2 separate regions of the Sus scrofa genome follow, and region 1 is linked to region 2. Evidence: chromatin contacts called from public HiChIP or PLAC-seq data. All regions are on one chromosome and are shown on one strand. The core of a region is the stretch at or near the end of the contact, and the rest is flanking DNA. Distances in the headings are between cores, read along the strand shown.

What was found. HiChIP or PLAC-seq counts read pairs in DNA pulled down with a chosen protein or histone mark.
Region 1: a contact with region 2 is called in an H3K27ac HiChIP or PLAC-seq map of alveolar macrophages. The contact joins two enhancer-like sites. A contact is called at or near these places in 5 of 47 Hi-C or Micro-C datasets (embryonic fibroblasts, fetal heart ventricle and fibroblasts) and 1 of 2 datasets of contacts at active chromatin or transcription factors (alveolar macrophages).

The regions. Positions count from the first base shown.
Region 1 is chr5:60,050,304-60,054,559 of Sscrofa11.1, forward strand. The region is part of intron 2 of BORCS5 (a long non-coding RNA gene); the gene reads right to left. Among named protein-coding and RNA genes, the nearest start is that of BORCS5, 21 kb to the right of the region's middle. Within about 2 kb of position 2,713, at least 9 of the 83 cell types and tissues checked have an H3K27ac peak or open chromatin away from gene starts, as enhancers often do. A contact at or near this core is called in alveolar macrophages, where this site is marked.
Region 2 is chr5:59,756,339-59,761,131 of Sscrofa11.1, forward strand. All of the region lies in intron 2 of GPR19 (probable G-protein coupled receptor 19), which reads left to right. Among named protein-coding and RNA genes, the nearest start is that of GPR19, 8.9 kb to the left of the region's middle. Within about 2 kb of position 2,728, at least 11 of the 83 cell types and tissues checked have an H3K27ac peak or open chromatin away from gene starts, as enhancers often do. A contact at or near this core is called in alveolar macrophages, where this site is marked.

The DNA of each region.
Region 1 (4,256 bases), core at 1,463-3,962, 290 kb after region 2:
GGAAGCCTCATTAGATTACTGTAACTTCCTGAAAAGGCGGCTGAGTGTATTAAATTACAGGTTGAAGAGTCAAAGGCCAAGACACTGGGGAAATTTATCTATTAGCTACAATAAGTCTAGCGGTGTTAAGATGGTCTCAGGGCTTTCAGGAGTTCTACTTCCTTGTCTTCAAGGGAACTCATAAAGCCATACTAGTACATGGTCCAACCTAAAAATTCTACAATGTAGGAGACTGTAAACCTTCTAACATCGGACCTCTCAGTAGAACACTTAGTTCAAATATGGAATTGCAAACTTTTCCTAAGCCATTGTTGGAAACATTAACAAAGTTGCGTAGGAGTTCCCGTTGTGGGTCAGTGGGTTAAGAACCTGACATAGTAGAGACACCAATATCAAATGCTATCACTTACATATGGAATGTAAAAAACGGACACAATGAACTTCTTCTCAGAACAGATACTGACTCAGACTTTGAAAAACTTATGGTTTCCAAAGGAGACAGGTTGGGGGGTGGGGAGATGCAATGAGGGTTTGGGATGGAAACGCTATAAAATTTGGTCGTGATGATTGTTGTACAACTATAAATCTAATACAATTCATTGAGTAATTAAAAAAAGAAGAAGAAGAAGCTGACATAGTATCCATGAGGATGTAGGTTTGATCCTGGCCTTGCTCAGTGGGTTAGGGATCTGGTGTTGCAGCAAGCTGTGGCACAGGTCACAGATGCCGCTTGGATCTGACGTTGCTGTGACTGTGGCGTAGATCAGCAGCTGCAGCTCTGATTTAACCCCTAGCCTAGAAACTTCCATATGCTGAGAGTGTGGCCCTAAAAATCGAAAAAAGAAAAGTTGCATAAGCATAGGGTTCCTGCCCCTTACCGGCTTCCCCTAATATTAACATAGTACATAACCACAGTATAGTGATCAAAACAAGAAAATTAACATTGGTATAATGCAATCATATAACTATACACCTTATTCAAATTCCCATTTTCCCCATTAACATCCCTTTCCTCTTCTAGGATTCAATCCAAGACCACATTACAGGTCTCCTTAGTTTCCTCCAACCTATCACAATTCTTCAGTCACTCCTTGTCCTTCCTAACTTTGACTCTTATGAAGAACAGTCGTCAGTTACTTTGCAGACTATCCTTAATATTTTTTCTGATTTAATATTATTATTAACAAAAATCATTTACTGAGAGTTTACTAAGTACAAGGCACAAAGTGGAGCCCTCCATCTGTATCACCTCTTTTAAAACGGAAGTGTTTTTTTTTTTTTTTTTTTGTCTTTTGTTGTTGTTGTTGCTATTTCTTGGGCCGCTCCCGCGGCATATGGAGGTTCCCAGGCTAGGGGTTGAATTGGAGCTGTAGCCACCAGCCTACGCCAGAGGCACAGCAACGCAGGATCCGAGCCGCGTCTGCAACCTACACCACAGCTCACGGCAACGCCGGATCGTTAACCCACTGAGCAAGGGCAGGGACCGAACCCGAAACCTCATGGTTCCTAGTCGGATTCGTTAACCACTGCGCCACGACGGGAACTCCTAAAACGAAAGTGTTTTTAACACACTTTATTTTATTCTATTTTTGGCTGCACCCGTGGCAAGCGGAAGTTCCAGGCCTGGGATCAAACCTGAGCTGCAGCAGTAACCCGAGCCACACCCATGACAACAGCTGAATCCTTAACCAGTAGGCCGCCAGGGAACTCCAGAAGTGCGTTTTAAAAACTTTAGAGCAGAAGCATTTTAAAATCAAAGAGTAATCATCTTTAACTCACCTTTCTTCAAGTGCTCATGTTTTATAAACTACAAAGCATTACCAAACATATTATTATTCCCCCACTCTAATATCCTTTAATGTCCTCTCCCCCCCAAAAAAAATATTAAGTCAAGTATAAGGCTTAATTTCAAAGCCCTTGAGTTCTCGATCCTTCTGAATCTTTACTGCCCACATCTTCTTACCCTTGAACCTTGGCTCATTGCTTTCTTCATTTGTACCTGCCCTCCCTTTTCATCTCTAAAAACCCTTTCTTGAAGACACCTTTAATCACTGCCCCTAGCTTCCAACAATTACTGATCCTCTGAAATCCCATAGAGTTTAACAACTTGCAGGACTCATCCAATAAATACACAATGCCCTGAGCTGGGGGATATGTTTTTCTAGATTCTTGTCTCCCAAATGAAACTTTTCGAAAGGAAGACTTGGGACCTATCTTTTTTTTTTCCTATGCTAGCTACCCTCATATACTACTGCAATGCTGAATAACATTACTGAATACCTACCAAGTGCCAAGCTTTGTGGCAGGCCCTGAGAAATTAGAGATGATTAAAACACAACCCCAACTCTTCAGGAATTTTGATGTAATATATGTTTCCTTGAGTACTGTGAGACTGAAAACAGAGTTTATCTCCAAAAAATTAAGGTCACTGAAAGTTTCCTGTGACAGTACAATTTTTCCTTTTCTGTCTTGATAAACACTAAAATAACTAATTATAGATTACTAATGTGTCACAGAACATGTTTTAATGTGTCACAGACATGTTTTAATGTGTCACAGAACATATTTTCCAACCAGCTTGTGCTCGAAGCAAGCCATGACTCGGTTTTAGGAGAAATCCAGGTGGTACAGAGTAAATTTAATTAACCAAAGGCGTTGCAAATATGGCCAAAGGTTGTAGCAAATTTCCTCCAGCTTACCAACTGTTTTAGTCTAGTGACATCTAGTGGCAGAAGTGTTAAAAACAAAAACACAGCACTGTTATAAATTGAACTACACTAGAGGGAAGCCATCTTAGGAAAAAAGCAGCAAAATGTGAGAAAGAACTATGATATTCACTAGCATTTTAAAAATGTTTTGGAGTTTCTGTCGTTGCTCAGTGATTAGTGAACCCGATGAGCATCCATGAGGACTCGAATTCGATCCCTGGGCTTGCTCCAGTGGGTTAAGGACCTGGCGTTGCTGTGAGCTGTGGTGTAGGTCACAGACGCAGCTCGGATCCCAAGTTGCTGCGCCTGTGGTGTAGGCCGGCAGCTATAGCTCCGATTTGACTCGTAGCCTGGGACCTTCCATATGCCGTGGGTATGACCCTAAAAAGACAAAAAAAAAAAAAAAAAGTTTTAACTTTGTTGTACAGCAGAAATTATCACAACACTGTAAATCAACTATACCTCAAGAAAACTTTAAAAAATGAAAAAAATGTTTTAATGTCTTTTTGCCCTATTAAAAAAAAATTCCCCAGGTGGCTTTATTATTCATAATTTAAAGTTTTGGAAATAATTATTATTAAGACCACAAATATAAATTCTTCTAAAGCTGTTCCAGTCAATGTTTCCTGCCTCTTTCAGACGGAATAAATTCTTCCATCCTTTAGGTTCTCTGATGGGTTATACTTTATTTATAGCAATTACCCTGTTGAATCACAATTTATCTGCCAACAATTTATCACTAGCCTGTAAGCGCTTCAGGCAAAGAGTGGTGTTTTTCGCTCTTGTGTCCCTAGACTGACAATATCTGATAAACTGCAAGACCTTACTTAGCAAATTTGGTTAAATGAATAAATAGACATATGAAACATTACATGCTTTAAGAAAGCATGTGATGTCTACCTGTGCTCAGAAGTGAGAAAGCTGATGTAGTACCAGTTCCAAATATGATTAAATTAGCATCAAATAAATGTCTAATAATCAGTTAAAATTTGGGGGCTGGGAGATAAGAAATTTTTTTAATTCTGGGAATATCTTTAAAATCTGGGCTTTCCTAAATAAACATGTGTCTCAAATACCAATGTGCTTTGTTTTATTTTTTTTCCACTGTGTTTTAAAATAGAAGAATTTTTATATGTGGTTTTTGGAAAAGTAGAAAAATTCAAAATGACTAACAAAATTTTATACTATTCAGTCTTAGAATGTTTCTAGGCTGCCACTTAGCAGAAACTACAAGCCAGAACCTTAAAAGGAAATATATACTGTACATTCATCTTCACTGTCATATTCCAGGCATAAAAGCCCAGCTCAGGCAGGAAATGTTATTGCTTAAAGGGATATATCCTTGGATACCAGCTAAAATAAACCATGTGTATTTTGTTTAAATTTGTAAAAGAACGCAAATTGAAAGTTTAGAGAAACAAACAAGAATGAATGATCAGTACATAAACTATCTGATAATTATTCCAAGAAGTTGAGTTTAATATGGCTTAAAATTAAAATCAGAATTTAACCTGCATATATTTGGGTATTTAGACTAAGAACAGAAAA
Region 2 (4,793 bases), core at 1,478-3,977:
TTAGTTTGTCTAGTCCCTAACAAGAGCTTTGCTGAAGTGGCTGAAACTGTTGCCTAGGTAAGGAGATGGCATCCAGAGACTATGCAGGGGCTGGTAATTGGAGGTTATGAAGTAGGGGGATAGTAGATTATGCACAAGTGAGGAGTGGGATGGGGTAGAAGGATCGGAGACTTGGGGTGAGAGCGGAAGCATGTTGAAAGTTAGAAACAGGAAAATCCCAAGTGGTGACAGTTTAAACTTTTATCAAAGTGTGTCAAACGAGTCCTTCCTGAGATCCTGTGACCGGAAATACCCGAGTCAGACTGCTCTGTTGGGCTTTTGCAAAATGTAAGAAGGTGAACTGAATAGATGACTCTTAAACTCTCACCCGTATCAAGGGCATAAAAAAGTCAAGATGAAGACTGGAAAAGGGATTTTGAAGAGGATATTTGAGTAGAGTTAGACAAACGAGTCAGGGAAAGAGGGAAGTTGCCCCACTCTTCCCTCAGCCCCAGTGCTTCCCTCTCTACAGCAAATTGGGGGTAGGAGAAAACCTTTAAGTTAAGGGGCAAATTTCAACTATGATCCTGGACTGGATATTTTAATTACTAACTTTTCTCTTTCTTTTTTGGCTTTTTGCCATTTCTTGGGCCGCTCCTGCGGCATATGGAGTTTCCCAGGCTAGGGGTCCAATCGGAGCTGTAGCTGCCAGCCTACGCCAGAGCCACAGCAACGCAGGATCCAAGCTGCGTCTGCGACCTACACCACAGCTCACGGCAACGCCAGATCATTAACCTACTGAGCAAGGGCAGGGGTTGAACCCGCAACCTCATGGTTCCTAGTCGGATTCGTTAACCACTGCGCCACGACGGGAACTCCTAATTACTAACGTTTCTTACCTAAAAGTGACCAGAAAGAAAGAGAAATGGGACTGTTCAAGTTTTCATTCAGGGTTGGGAGGAGAACCAGCCCCTGCAGAGAGTTTTCACAGGGACAGTGGGAAATAAAAATCAAGTTGCTTTATGTAAAATCATGCTTGTTTAACATGCCGGAACACTGTTGTTGAGAACCTAATCCTTTTTTAGATCCTAGAGGTCTAAAGATAAATTAAATGACATTCTTCCCTATAAGAATCAATGAACACAATGCAGTATAATTTGTGCAATAATAGACACAATATATGTCAAGATTAAAGCAGTGCTATAGGAAGAGAGGTGTGAGTAATTTACTTTAGAGGAGTGAGGGGTTCAAGGGACCTAGAACCTCAGAGAAGATGATAGCCAGCAGAGTTTGAGAGGGGAATATGTGCCCCCTAGGAGGACAGGGCAGAGGAAGCCAGGTCAGAGCTAAGCTGGGGAGGGTGGCACTGCGTGTTGTGCATGTGGCAGAACTATACGCAGTGTGAGATGTGCGTATTCAGGAGGGTGATTCAAATGGAGGTGAAGTGGAGGCCAAAGGTATTGTGGCTGTTAGCAGGCTCACGAGTGAAGAGTTCATGCAATTTTAAAAACACAGACACACACACTCTGATGCCAGCATTTTGTCTGTCAGAAAGTTCCTCCCTATCCTTGTCCTTTCTCTTTATAAAATTTGCTACACTTGTTAGAGAGTGTTGACAGGGTAATACAGGTATCTTCTCTATCTCATTGCCTACCGCTGTTTGAATCCACTCTATACCAGATTAAGCCGAGTCAGACTCTGCCTCCTAAGAATTTAGATCAGAACTTTGAGAGACTGGGTCATATGTTTTCTCTCCCCCCTTATTGAAGTATGATTGACTAATAAAAATTATATATATTTAAGGTGTACAGTGTGATGTTTGATAAATGTATACATTGTGAAATGATGACCACAACCAAGACAATTAACACCTCATGTCACTTAGTTACCATTTTTGTGTGTGTGGTGAGAATGCTTGAAATATCTCAGCAGAGTAAAGTATGCATCATTATTAACTATAGTCACCAGTGCTGTATGTACATTAGGTCTCCAGAACTTATTTATCCCATAATTAAAAGTTGTATCCTTTGACCAGTATCTCTCTGTTTTCCCCAATCCTCCAGCTCTGGTAACCACCATTCTACTCACTGATACTTTGAATTCAACTATTTTACATTCCGCATATAAGTGAGATAGATCATGAAGCATTTGTCTTTCTCTGTCTGGCTTATTTTACTTAATATCCCCCGTGTTCATCCATGTTGTCACAAATGGCAGGATTTCCTTCTTTTTAAAGGCAGAATAATACTCCATTGAGTGGTTGTGTGTGGTGTATTTGTGTATCACGTTTTCTTTATCTTCTCATCCATCAACAGACACCATCTCTTGGCTACTATGAATGGTGCTTTGGTGAACATGGGAGTATAGATATCTCTTCGAGACAATGATTTCATTTCCTTTAGCTCTATACCCAGAGGTGGGATTGCTGGATCATATGATGGTTCTATTTTTAATTGAGACTTGGTCATTTAGGTAAGAGCATTGAACTTGTAAGGTGTCATGTAAGTTTCAGAGCCAATGCCACTGTTTGGGGGCCAGTAATCAGAGGGAGCTGCTCTCAAAAGAGAAGCAGATCAATGCAGCTAATTGAAGGAGGGTGACTAGGAAACAGTAGGTCCTGGAGCCTCAGAGAGAAAGAGCCGGATTCAGTGGATACTTGGCCCTGACAGCTTTCTCTCCCTTAACTTCAGTCCCATCTTGGGTCTAACTGCCACTTCCTGTTTTTGAGTTCCCTGCAGTTTCTTCTGAGTCTGTAATATATCCACCTCCTCCTTAGTGGCTTTCTTTTTTCCCCTTAGACAACACTACAGTGTGGCTAGTTGTGTTCTCCCCTTCCTCATGTTCTTGGCCTAATAAGAAACCACATACTTTCCAGAATAGGAACACACACATACGCAGCAGGGACACTTTCTAACTCACTACAGTTTGAGTATGCCTAGAAAATGTAGGTCTCTTACTGATTTCTGGAGTTTTCACCCATGTATAAGCTGTCTATTACTGTGTAGCAAAATTCCCCCAAACTTAGGAACTCAATAATAAACAGTTCTCATTTCTGTGGGTCAGGACTTTGAGAGCAGTTTAGCTGGGCATTCCTGGCCTGGGACTCACAAAGTTTCAGTCAGCATTGTCTGGACTGTAGTCCCGTGTCTAGGGCTGGAGGATCTGCTGCCAAGGCAGCTTGCCTCCCTGGTTGCTAGTTGGTGCTGGTTGATGAGAGGCCTGCGTTTTCCATATATGAACCTCTTCACAAGACAGCTTTCCTGTCCTTGTAACATTGTGGCAGGCTTTCCCCAGAATGAGTAATCCAATGATCCAAGAGGGAGAGACCCAGGTAGAAATTGTCCTTACTATGATCTAGCCTCGCAAGTTATAGAGAAACACTTCTGCCACGTTCTCCTCATTGGAAACAGGTAGTAAGTCTGACCCATATGGGATCTGGCCTTGCTGTGAGCTGTGGTGTAGGTCACACACGCAGCTGGGATCCGGGTTGCTGTGGCTGTGGTGTGGGCCAGCAGCTGCAGCTCCAATTTGAACCCTATCCTGGGAACTTCCATATGCCAGCCCTAAAAAGATACACACACACACAGCCTGACCTACATTCAAGGGAAGTAGTAGTAGGTGTCATATTTGAAGGGGGACATAGCAAAGAATTGGTGGACATATTTGATTATTTTATTTTTTTGCTTTTCAGGGCCACACCTGCAGCATATGGAGGTTCCCAGGCTAGGGGTCAAATCAGAGCTATAGCTGCTGGCCTATACCGCAGCCACAGCAACGCAGGATCCGAGCCATGTTTGCGACCTATACCACAGCTCAGGGCCACACCAGATCCTTAACCCACTGAGCGAGGCCAGGGATCAAACCCGCAACTTCATGGTTCCTAGTTGGATTTGTTTCTGCTGTGCCACAATGGGAACTCCTGGTGGACATATTTTAAAACCACAACTGTTAAATTATAGGAAAAAAAGTGTCCAATTCAGTTTCAAATATAGTTCAATTTCATTACTTAAATGGTTCCTTATAACTCTCCTTTGGATGAAAATGTTTCATCCTTCATGATGCCTCCCAAGGAGGTCCTGTCATCTGAAGATAACATCCATTTGTATGGGGCTGAGGAGTAATGTATACATCTTTGTGGAACTGGCGAGAGACAGAGTATCCCTTGACTTCATTCTGGACTTAGAGTATGCACTGGCAGGTTTCCAGCACGATGCCCCTCTTGGCCTAATCACTGGGGAACCTGCTGGCATGTGATGCTGAAGCCTGCAGCTGGTGAATTCATGGCCCATTTTTGCCTTCAGGCGAATTTCCCAGGGAGTATCGGCCTCTGTTTCCCCTTGGTCCTTGCTATGGTGTCACCTGACCTGACCATGGCAGGACCTCTGGCTGTTGGTTTCAGTGTCCATGTGCCCAGTAGGAAATGCTTGAGATAGTTGACTGTTCTACATGCCTGAGTACATGGTAGGAAACTTGCTATAGACCCAAACAACCATGCAAAGTGCAGGGAGTGGGGTGTGAAGGGCTTAGACAGTGGTCCCCAAAGGGGAGCAAAGGCAGAGATCTCTTGCTCTGAGTGCTTCTCAACATGGAGGAAACTTACTGTGCTATGCAGAGAAAGGGCCACTAAAGATATTCACCCTAACAACTGGAACCTGTGATTATATTACCTTACAAGGCAAAAGGGACTTTAGAAGTAAGTTAAGGACCTTGAGAGAGATTGTCCTGGATTATCTGGGTCCAACCTAATGCCTTTGCAGTCTGAGGTCAGGGTCAAAAGGAGATGTGAAGTCTATGGAATAATGGTTAGAGAGATA